2 separate regions of the Mus musculus genome follow, and region 2 is linked to region 1. The links are chromatin contacts, called in public HiChIP or PLAC-seq maps. All regions are on one chromosome and are shown on one strand. Each heading gives the region's core, a stretch centred on a gene start, on an enhancer-like site or on the middle of the called end of the contact. The rest is flanking DNA. Distances are from core to core; before and after follow the strand shown. Region 1 overlaps Bpgm (2,3-bisphosphoglycerate mutase). Region 2 overlaps Cnot4 (CCR4-NOT transcription complex, subunit 4).

Region 1 (4,559 bases), core at 556-3,055:
CAAAATGGAAAACTTAAATAACTTATTTTCTACGTGCAGGAGTAGCTTCCGAAAGTCAATTTGCAGGCTGGGCGTGGTGGCGCACGCCTTTAATCCCAGCCCTCAGGAGGCAGACGCAGACGGATTTCTGAGTTTGAGGCCAGCCTGGTCTACAAAGTGAGTTCCAGGACAGCCAGGGCTATACAGAGAAACCCTGTCTCGGAAAACTGAAAAAAAAAAAAAAGAAGAAGAAGAAGAAGAAGAAGAAGAAAAAAAGAAAGTCAACCTGCCGGCACTCCCTCTAAGTCATGGTAACAAACTAGAACACAGGACACTGTACTTCAACCACAATGCCCCACCCAACACCTCTGGGAGAAGCACTTGAACAAATCCTGGCTTCTGCCAGAATGAGAACTCTGCTCTGTGACTCCAGCTCTCCGGGCAGTGCCTCACCATCCTTACAAGAATATAACTGGAATCTGTGCATCTGTGAGCAGTGCTTTCGAAGGTTGCCTGCTAGGAGGCACAAAACATGGAGCTATATGGTCCGTCAGATACATTAGGTATGTCACCACTGGATCCACCAAGAATGCACTTTTTACATGGGATTGCAGGTTATAAGGAATAAAGGTTAAAGATTCCCCAGCAACAGGCTTTTGCATGAGAGCACTCCAAGGAAGGTCATATCAGATGTGCATTTTTGGGTGACATTTCTGAAAGATCAGAAGGGGCACATAGGATCCACCATAGGCAGGACCTTGTGTGTCTCACTCATTCATGTGTACTCTAGCTCCTGGGCCAAAAGCAGGACTTGAATCACTGGGCCCTGGGCATACAGTTGAACTGAGTGAATTCTAACTTTCTTGGCTTTCAAGTCTAGTCTTTATTGTTGAAGCCTTGATTAAAGACTTTTCTCATTATGAACTGAGCAAGAAACGAGGTGTGGGAGGTGCATTTAAACAGTTCTTAGCCTGGAACAAAAAAGTTGTTTATACCTAGTGCTAATCAAGCAAACTGCACAAATCTGTTCTGTGTGTTCTTTGGCTTTTCTCTAAAATGCCTACAAATCTTTTAGCAGCAGGAAATGGGGAAAAGCAGCACTCAGGGACACAGGAGGAGTTGCTACAGGACGAAAGGAAAGCCCATATTTTAGGATTAAAAACAAAAAAGCAAAAACACCACCCAGCTTCAGTGAATCTGGTGGCAGCCAACTGTGAGACCCCCACCCACCCCTCTTTGTCCCCACTGGACCTATGGGACAACGACGCTGTGTATTCTTCTATTATCAGTAAGGGCTGAAAGAAGAGACTGTCCATTACAGGTGACCATACAAGTAAATTTAATTTTAGACTTCTAAATTTTTAGTTTCACATACATACAATTAAAAGATAGCCTGGGGAAACCAAAGAAAACAGGGTATTAAATTACCCTGTAACCTGATGGCAGGGTAATAGCTGCTGCTTTAAAATTAAGCAAGAGAGAGATGAATTCACCTTTCAGTTTTAGTTAACTTTTCATTCACTATAATTTACCAAATTTATTCACTTAAATCACTTATAATTTAAATAATGTATTCAAATAATTATAATTTAATTTGTTTAGTTAAATTACAGTTAAAATCTTACGCTATTTAAGAATAAAGGCTACTATAGATTTTGTAGGCTTGCATAAAAGCTAGCTCAGCTCTACCACTAAGCAATTATTTGTCTCCCAGGAAAGAGGGCTTGAACTCCATGATTCTGAAAATATCCTACTAAATGCCAAAGGTGACAAACACCTCAGCCGCCATTGGCAGCCAGCTCTAGCTGACCTTTCCTCTCATTTCTCTCATTTCACGTCACCTTGTGTCTGACTTGCTGTGTGTGCAGCTGTGTACACTTCTCCAGGGACAGAGTCCAAGTCTTATACAAATTTCTTGCCGCCACTCTTTATCCCTGTCTTGCATCTGCCTGATCCTGTGCTTAAACCAGACTAAACAATCTACTTCCTCTGGCAAGGTACAGACCACATCCAACACTCAGTTAGGTACTCGGCTTTTCCTTCAGTGTGGACCAGCAGGAAACAAACAGGAAGCAACTATGCCAACCACAAGAAAAAGAAACACACGCCTGTCTGGAACTGTGCACAACAGGTTGCTTTTAGCTCTCCCGCGGGCATTCAAAGTTCTCTTGCAGCGTTGTGAGAAGCACAACTGTCAGGGGCGAGATCGGCTTTAACCTGGACTTACTGACAAGATTGTAGGCAATTATTTATGGTTCTGAAAACCAGTGAAGCAGTCCCTGGGGGAATTTTCTTACTGTATAGTATCCCATGCCTTGTTTGTCTTCTGAAAATATTAAGCATTCTCAGATTACACGTAAATCGATCTCTAATAGAAATACGTTACTAGGCAGGTTACAGACCAGGCTCAGCAGACAGGGAGCCTGTCAGAGATGCTGCCACGAGGCTCCTAAAGTGGTGATCCTCGGGTAAGAATGTTAGCTAACTTCCAACCAGTAACATTGTCTTCAACTGTATTGCTCACACACATTGACTCCAAGAGGTCCATAACCTACTTCTAGCCTTACTAGATGATGTTAGAAGCACACAGATGGGTATGGGTGTGTGTGCGTGTGTGTGTGTGTGTGTGTGTGTGTACAAGTGGAAAGAGCAGATGAAAGCATAAGGCTATAGAATACAGTGACAAATAAGAGGTCATCAGTCTGGGATTGAAAAGCCATCAGAAGGCTTCACAACCTGTATAAGTAACACTGGCAAGGCTAACAAAATACACGGTCAGGCTAGGGTGCAGCTCAGTGGCAGGGCACTGGTCTGGAAGGTGTGAGCTCCTTGGGTCAATCCCCAGCACCATAAAAATAAAAATACACACAAACTCTTCCAGCATCTTCGGTGTAACATCTCATGAAGCAGAACTTTGAAGGGTGGCCCTGGCCTGCTGATGGCTTAGGCACTGAAGAGAGTCGGCACCACACAGCTCCAGAAGACTGAAAAGGCCGTAACAATGCCCACTCGAGTTTTCAAGACACAGGGAGGTGTGTTCATCTAATTCCACTGTGTGTATGTGGAGAGAGCAGATGGAAGCACATGGCTATAGAATACGGTGGCAAATAGGGGTCCTGGGATTGAATCCCACTCAGACGATCACTCTGTGGAACACAAACTAAGGTCCCGATTAAGGGCACTTCACTTACTGACTACACTGAATGAAGCCGGTCTCTTCTGAGGCACCATTTTCACTACATTAACACTAAAGCACCTGCCAGCCAGCTCCGTTAAGCTTCGTCTATAAAGGTGTAGGCACCTGCAGTGACGATGCCCAAGAGCCTAGCATCCCCTGACCCCGAGTCGCCTTGCAGACATGCAGCCTGCCTCTGCCACTCAGCTCTGCTTGGACCTTGTAGCTTGGTTCGCTCCCACGTGCCACATGCGTGGGCCGAGGCGGTACGCAGCATTCTCTGCTGAGGTTTCTTCACCTAGCATGCTGTGACGGATTCATCCACGGTACTGGGGTGTGAAAAAGCTTGCTTGTTTTAACTAAAGCTTCTGTCAAGCCTCCTGATCAGTGATTGATCCCATGAAATAAAGAAATAGGATTTGGAGACAGTAAACAACAGAGTAAAACCCAATATTGAGCTACTGCTCTCCAGAGAGCTAAAGGCCACACTCAGGTTTCTACATGAAACAAGATATCTGTGCAAAATGTCTAGGACTATGCTTGGCAGGAAGCATGAGCTCCACAAACAGCCTCTTTGTACAGCTGTGCCAGGGAGTGCCACTCACAGGCCACAGTGTTACAATGGCGGCAATAACGAAAGACTCATTTCCCCCAGGGAGTGCCATTCGCGGGCCACAGTGTTACAGTGGCGGTAATAATTAAAGACTCATTTCCTTGTATTAAGTTACCTTTTTAAAAACTGGTCGACCTGCTAGGGATGCTCTTGACTCCGCTGCTTACACTGTAATGTTCTGAAGAAAGAATAAGCAAGGAAAAGAGCCATTCTTCAGGGGGAAAACTTAAAATGAAAAAACTCCTGCTTGCAATCCTGCTTAGAAGCCAAGTAAATTGGTCTTGGGGCAGAGTTGACAATTCTGACCGAAGGCTGTGGTCATCATGGCCAAGCCATCCGGGGCCTTCCTGGATTTTTTTTACACCACCCTGGGTCCTGTCTTCTAAGCACAGCCAGGATCTGACTGCAGTAATGCCGCAGTACCAAATACACGAGAAGTTTAAAAAGCATCCTAAAGTCAACACTTGCACAGCTGACATACACAGACATTGCCCCTGTAGACAGGAGGGCAGGTGAATGTTGTGAGCATATTAAAGAACAATATTATAATTCCTTAACTGGAGTCACCACTATCCCCACCTCTGAGTTAGTTCTCAAACAGTTAAAGTAGTTTTATAATTGGTAATGTGTGGTTTAAGGACAACACAGGGAAAGTTCCCCAGGTCCTTAAAAACCCCTATTTTATGGGGGACACTTTTATATAAATATGTATTCCTACAGAAAGCATGGGTTAGAATCAGATGTATCTACAACAAGAATTTTTACCTTTTTTTTTTTTTAATCAATGTAAGT
Region 2 (4,559 bases), core at 1,039-3,538, 530 kb before region 1:
CTCCAGCTTCCACTCTCCACCCCCAGGCTTCCAGACAGCCTTCAGACCCCCCAGCAAAACCCCCACAGATCTGCTACAGAGTTCCACACTGGACCGCCACTAAGCAAAGAGGGAATTGAAAAGGGCAGGATTTGTCCCACCCTGTTCCCCCTCAGCCCACTCACAGCTCCCTTCTCATCTCTTAACGTTCTGAAGAATCCAGCTCCTGGTCGGGTTTTTTTCTCCCTACCCCCAGATACGATGCGATCACAGCGTCTTTACCATCTTTTCTTTCATTGTAAAAAGTTTCGGTTGATCCAGCATTTGAGTGAGTGACACTGTTGAATGTTTCTGGGGGGCAGGAATTGCCTTTTTAAGCAGAGGAAAAAGAAAATCAAAAGGCAGTCTCAATACTTAGAAAATTACTGTTTGTCTGTCGCTCATAATGACATAATCTGCTTAGCAGAAAATGACAATTAATCTATAGGAAAGGTCAAGTAAATGCATTGTCAACTGCAGAACTGAGAGCACGGCCGACTTAAATGAGATTGCTAAGTTCATGGGGGAAAGCAGTGGTCCTGGCTTCCATCTTGTATTCAACTTTTCACTATTGCAGGAAAAATGCTTTTCATTTTAAATTCTTTATTGAATTGATAGGGAGGACTCAATTGTGTTGTTAAGCAAAGGGATTTATTGGAAGTTGATGAGAAGATAAATTGATCTGTAGTCGTAACTGGCCTACTGCTAAAGAGTTTATAAGGAAGGAAAAGTAATTTTTTAAGGAGAAAAAATTTTGGCTTTAGACTTAAATTCAGATGTTTTAAAGGAAAAAGATATTCACAGATTCAATACCTATCCTTATAAGAGCTGAATTCTATGTGATTTCCTCAGTCTTTCTCCTCTGTCAGAATCTTTTTTTTTTCTTTGACCATAAGTCCACCTGACAGGGCACTCTGAGCCAGCACTGCTCTGGGGCCATCAGATCACCAACAGAAGCAAATCTCTGACCTCTTTGCCTGCAGCTTTTACTTAACCCTGTAGTTTCTGGACGTTTGTGCAGTATTGAAAAGACAGGAGAAAAGAAAACAAACCTGGTTATAACCTGATGCTAAAACTAAAAACAAGGAAATGTACCTCTCTCTTCAGAATTAAAACTAAAATCTTAAATAAAACAGAAAACTTGATGGTGACCCTCGGGTGAGTCTTGTTCTTGTTTTTTCAGTTTGTTTCGTGTGGGTTTGGAATATTTAATGATGCAGTACCATATGAGTTTCCATTAGATTTTACATCTTCAGCTGTGGAGCGTGGTTCTGAGGAAATCAGAACATAAAAGATTTGTCTTTGTCAGCCACTGCTAGTTTTAAGGCTCAGCCCCTCTTGCTCTCAACACTCCTCTCCCAGTGGCTAAGAACTCTCTCTTAGAGATGCAGAGCAGACCTTGACAACTGAAGCCACTCATCAGGAGTGAGTAGGAGCCTGACATGCTGAGATGGGTCTCCAGGAAGAGTTGTCGGAGCGGTGGCAGCGGCAGCAGCAGCCCAGTAGCATCACCCTCTGAGCTGCAGGAAAGAGACCCAGCAGCCCTGGGGCGGACAGTCCAGACACCTGTCTCGGCCAGCCAGAGTAGGGGGACCTGACTAAAGTAGTGGAGGCTCTCGCTAGAAGACTGCGTTCAGTTGGCAGTCTTGTAAGCAGTATCCAAAGAGAATCTTCTACAGGACAAATAGAGTAGATTGAATTGTATACAATGTGTTTTGGGGTGGACTTTTTTTTTCTCTTAATCTTATCTTTACTTCATTTAAAGAAAGCAGTTTTTTGAGTTTTTTGCATATACACCTATAATCTCATAGTCTGAGACTGGAGGATTCCCATGAGTTCCAGGCTAGTCTGGGGTATAAAGTGAGACCCTGTCAAAAACAGTAACAAAGTAAAAAGAAAACAGTATTTTAGATAATAAACAGTATATTATTAAATACCACAAGTACAGGCTACACAAGAGGGTACGAAGAACCCATTTTGTAAACTAACAGAAATGTTGCAGTGATGTGAAAGAACTGGGAACTGTGGGCTTTGTCCTGGGACCTTCACCTTTGTTTCCTGAACCTGCAACCCCTAGGAAACAGACCTTTTCAGAAGCAAATGGGGGAATCCTGCAGTTGGTACAGCAGTAAAAATGATGCCTTTTTTGTAAAAGAGACATTCTGCCTTGCTATAATTGTATATGTTTAGTGAGTCATACCTACTCCATAAAGGTGTGGCTACTGTGTAAGAAGTTACAATGGCCTTGCACAAGTTATAGCATATTAGGCACCTCTTCTGTTTACTTACAACCCACAAACATTATTCACCATTACGTTTGTTCTTCTGTCCTTCCTTTCTTCCCTGCTGCCAGCTAAGTTGCATCCACAGATAATGAATTGCTTCATTTTTAAAAGCTGAGTACTGAACTAGGCCCAGCAGCGACAGGAAAACTTGGCCACAGTCTCTGGTAAGGGCCTTGGAACACACTAGAGGCTCTGGGGCCTGGTTTGGTGTTAGCTTCTCTGCTAAGTTTAAAAAACCTATTTGAGGAAGACAGTGAGTCAGGTCACAGTGAGCACTGGAGAGCAAGACTCACCAGTTAGAGTATCTAACAGGTCCGCTGCGTAAGGCCAGTCCTAGATGCTCGACGGAAGTAGTCTGCAGGAGCTCAGGGTTGTCTGTGCCCAAGTTTGTCTCTCTACTGTCTCCTCTTCAATTAAGGACAACACTTAGGGCTTGGGTGGGTGTGACTGATGAAGGCATAGCTGAGGGAGAAGACTTGTGGGACAGAAAGTACCTCAACCAAAATGGCAGGCATCCGGTGCTTCAAGAGGCAGTGGAAACTTGGGTATGGACAACTTCACAGTCATTGTCTCAGTCGTGTGGATCTGCTGTATCCGGTGTTCCTCAGGTCCCTCTCTTCTTGGGTTCTCTGTTTCTTACATTCTGATTCTTCTTCCCTCATCTTTTATCCCTCCGATTTCATAATTTGCTGGAATGATATATTCCAGCAATATTTTTTGAGCAAAACAGAAAAATGTTTTCAAAATCTATGTGTGTAAAATTAACCTCCTTCATCTTGGGTGGGTGGTGTGCTAGATGCCGGGTTCTGAGTAACATATTTTTCTCTTCAGAAGTTCGAAGGCATTACTCTGTCGTCTTGCTTTCAGTATCATGGTTGGAAAGCCAAAGCCACTCCTGCCAGCTTGTATGCAATCTGGCTTTCTCCCTCTTGTCTACTGTGGTCTAAAACTCCCAGTGTTGTCTTCAGTGCTGCTCTTTGTTCTGGACACCGGGAGCATACAATGGGTTTTAGAGTGTGGCCACTATGGCTAGCTCTGGGAAATCTGTAGTGACTTCCCTAGTGAGTTTTTTGTATGTACCTTCTTGGTTTTCCTTTTCAAAGAAAAAAAATGTCAATACTGAAAATACAGAGCTTGGGGCAAATCTTGTGCTTGTCTTTTGCTCATTTTCCATCCCTACCGCATGCTCCACTTTCTAGGAAGTCTCCATTTCTTTATTGCTTTCTTGTGTCTGTCTGTCTGTCTTCAAGAGAAAAGTTTCACGTATCTGCCTTGGTCTTTGTATTCCAAGTTAGGAGCTCCTTAGATGTTCTTATTATTACTTGGTTTTCTGTGTAAGAACAAGACCAAAAAGTGTGACAGAAGTATTTGAAAGCACGAGCGGGTTGTTAGCTTTGAGCCTCACTTGTGGAAGACCTGTTGTTTTCTACCACGAAGTGCCTATTGGCCGAGTCTGTAGGCCTTGTCTTTGCTGCTTAGAATCTGGAGACAGGAGTCTTACAAAATGGTAAGGGTCTGACTGCTAGCGTTTCAGGGCAATTTTGGGGTAGGGGGGCCCTCTGTTTTCACTGAACATATACATACTGCTCCTCTGATGCAGAGTTGGGGAACGAACCTGGATAAAGCTAAGTTCCCATCATAATCTCACTCCACCCACTTTATCCTAGGGTGCCTGCTTCTACCAGGTTCTCTGCTTTTGTGGATTCTGTTAATGTTAGTGGATTGTGTCTCAGGGCTATGCATCTATCTACTGTTGAAGGTTGGACTTTTTAAGTCAGCTGTAACACTTCACTAATCTTTCTAGCCCCACCCCCACCCTCATTTTGGTGGACTTGGAAGCAGAACGGCAGTCAGATATGTCACCTCAGCATCTGGATCTTGGTTTTACAAACCAGGAGGCATAGGCTACTGGAACTAGAAGGCAGCTTTGCCTTGAGTTTCTAGTGGCCATTCAGCAGTCATCATTGTCTCAGTTTAAACAGCACCTACCTGTGTCACTTTCTTTCAACCTTGAAAGTATTCCTTTTTTAAACAACATCTTCCCCAGTGAAGTTCTTTTAATGTACAATCAATAGGAAATCACAGAGAATTATTAAATTGTAAGCTGAATGTTTAAGACACATTGTATGTTTTTAATGTTTTTAGGGAGGGTTGTAAGTCAGCTGGGTGTGGGTCATTTTCTACATCTAACTAGATTAAAGAAATAGTGGAGGTTGTAACAAAAGAGAAAAAGAAAAAGATAGCCCGCTGTTAACT

What was found. HiChIP or PLAC-seq counts read pairs in DNA pulled down with a chosen protein or histone mark.
Region 2: a contact with region 1 is called in an HNF4G HiChIP or PLAC-seq map of pancreatic cancer cells. The contact joins two enhancer-like sites. A contact is called at or near these places in 2 of 115 datasets of contacts at active chromatin or transcription factors (T-cell acute lymphoblastic leukemia and pancreatic cancer cells).

Annotation. Positions count from the first base shown.
Region 1 is chr6:34,492,722-34,497,280 of GRCm38.p6, reverse strand. All of the region lies in intron 2 of Bpgm (2,3-bisphosphoglycerate mutase), which reads right to left. Among named protein-coding and RNA genes, the nearest start is that of Gm52898, 17 kb to the left of the region's middle. Within about 2 kb of position 1,805, at least 68 of the 459 cell types and tissues checked have an H3K27ac peak or open chromatin away from gene starts, as enhancers often do. A contact at or near this core is called in pancreatic cancer cells, where this site is marked.
Region 2 is chr6:35,018,675-35,023,233 of GRCm38.p6, reverse strand. Cnot4 (CCR4-NOT transcription complex, subunit 4) reads left to right here. Exons shown (of 12, transcript NM_001164413.1): 12 at 1-1,169. The coding sequence ends at 103. Among named protein-coding and RNA genes, the nearest start is that of Slc23a4, 43 kb to the right of the region's middle. Within about 2 kb of position 2,288, at least 10 of the 459 cell types and tissues checked have an H3K27ac peak or open chromatin away from gene starts, as enhancers often do. A contact at or near this core is called in pancreatic cancer cells, where this site is marked.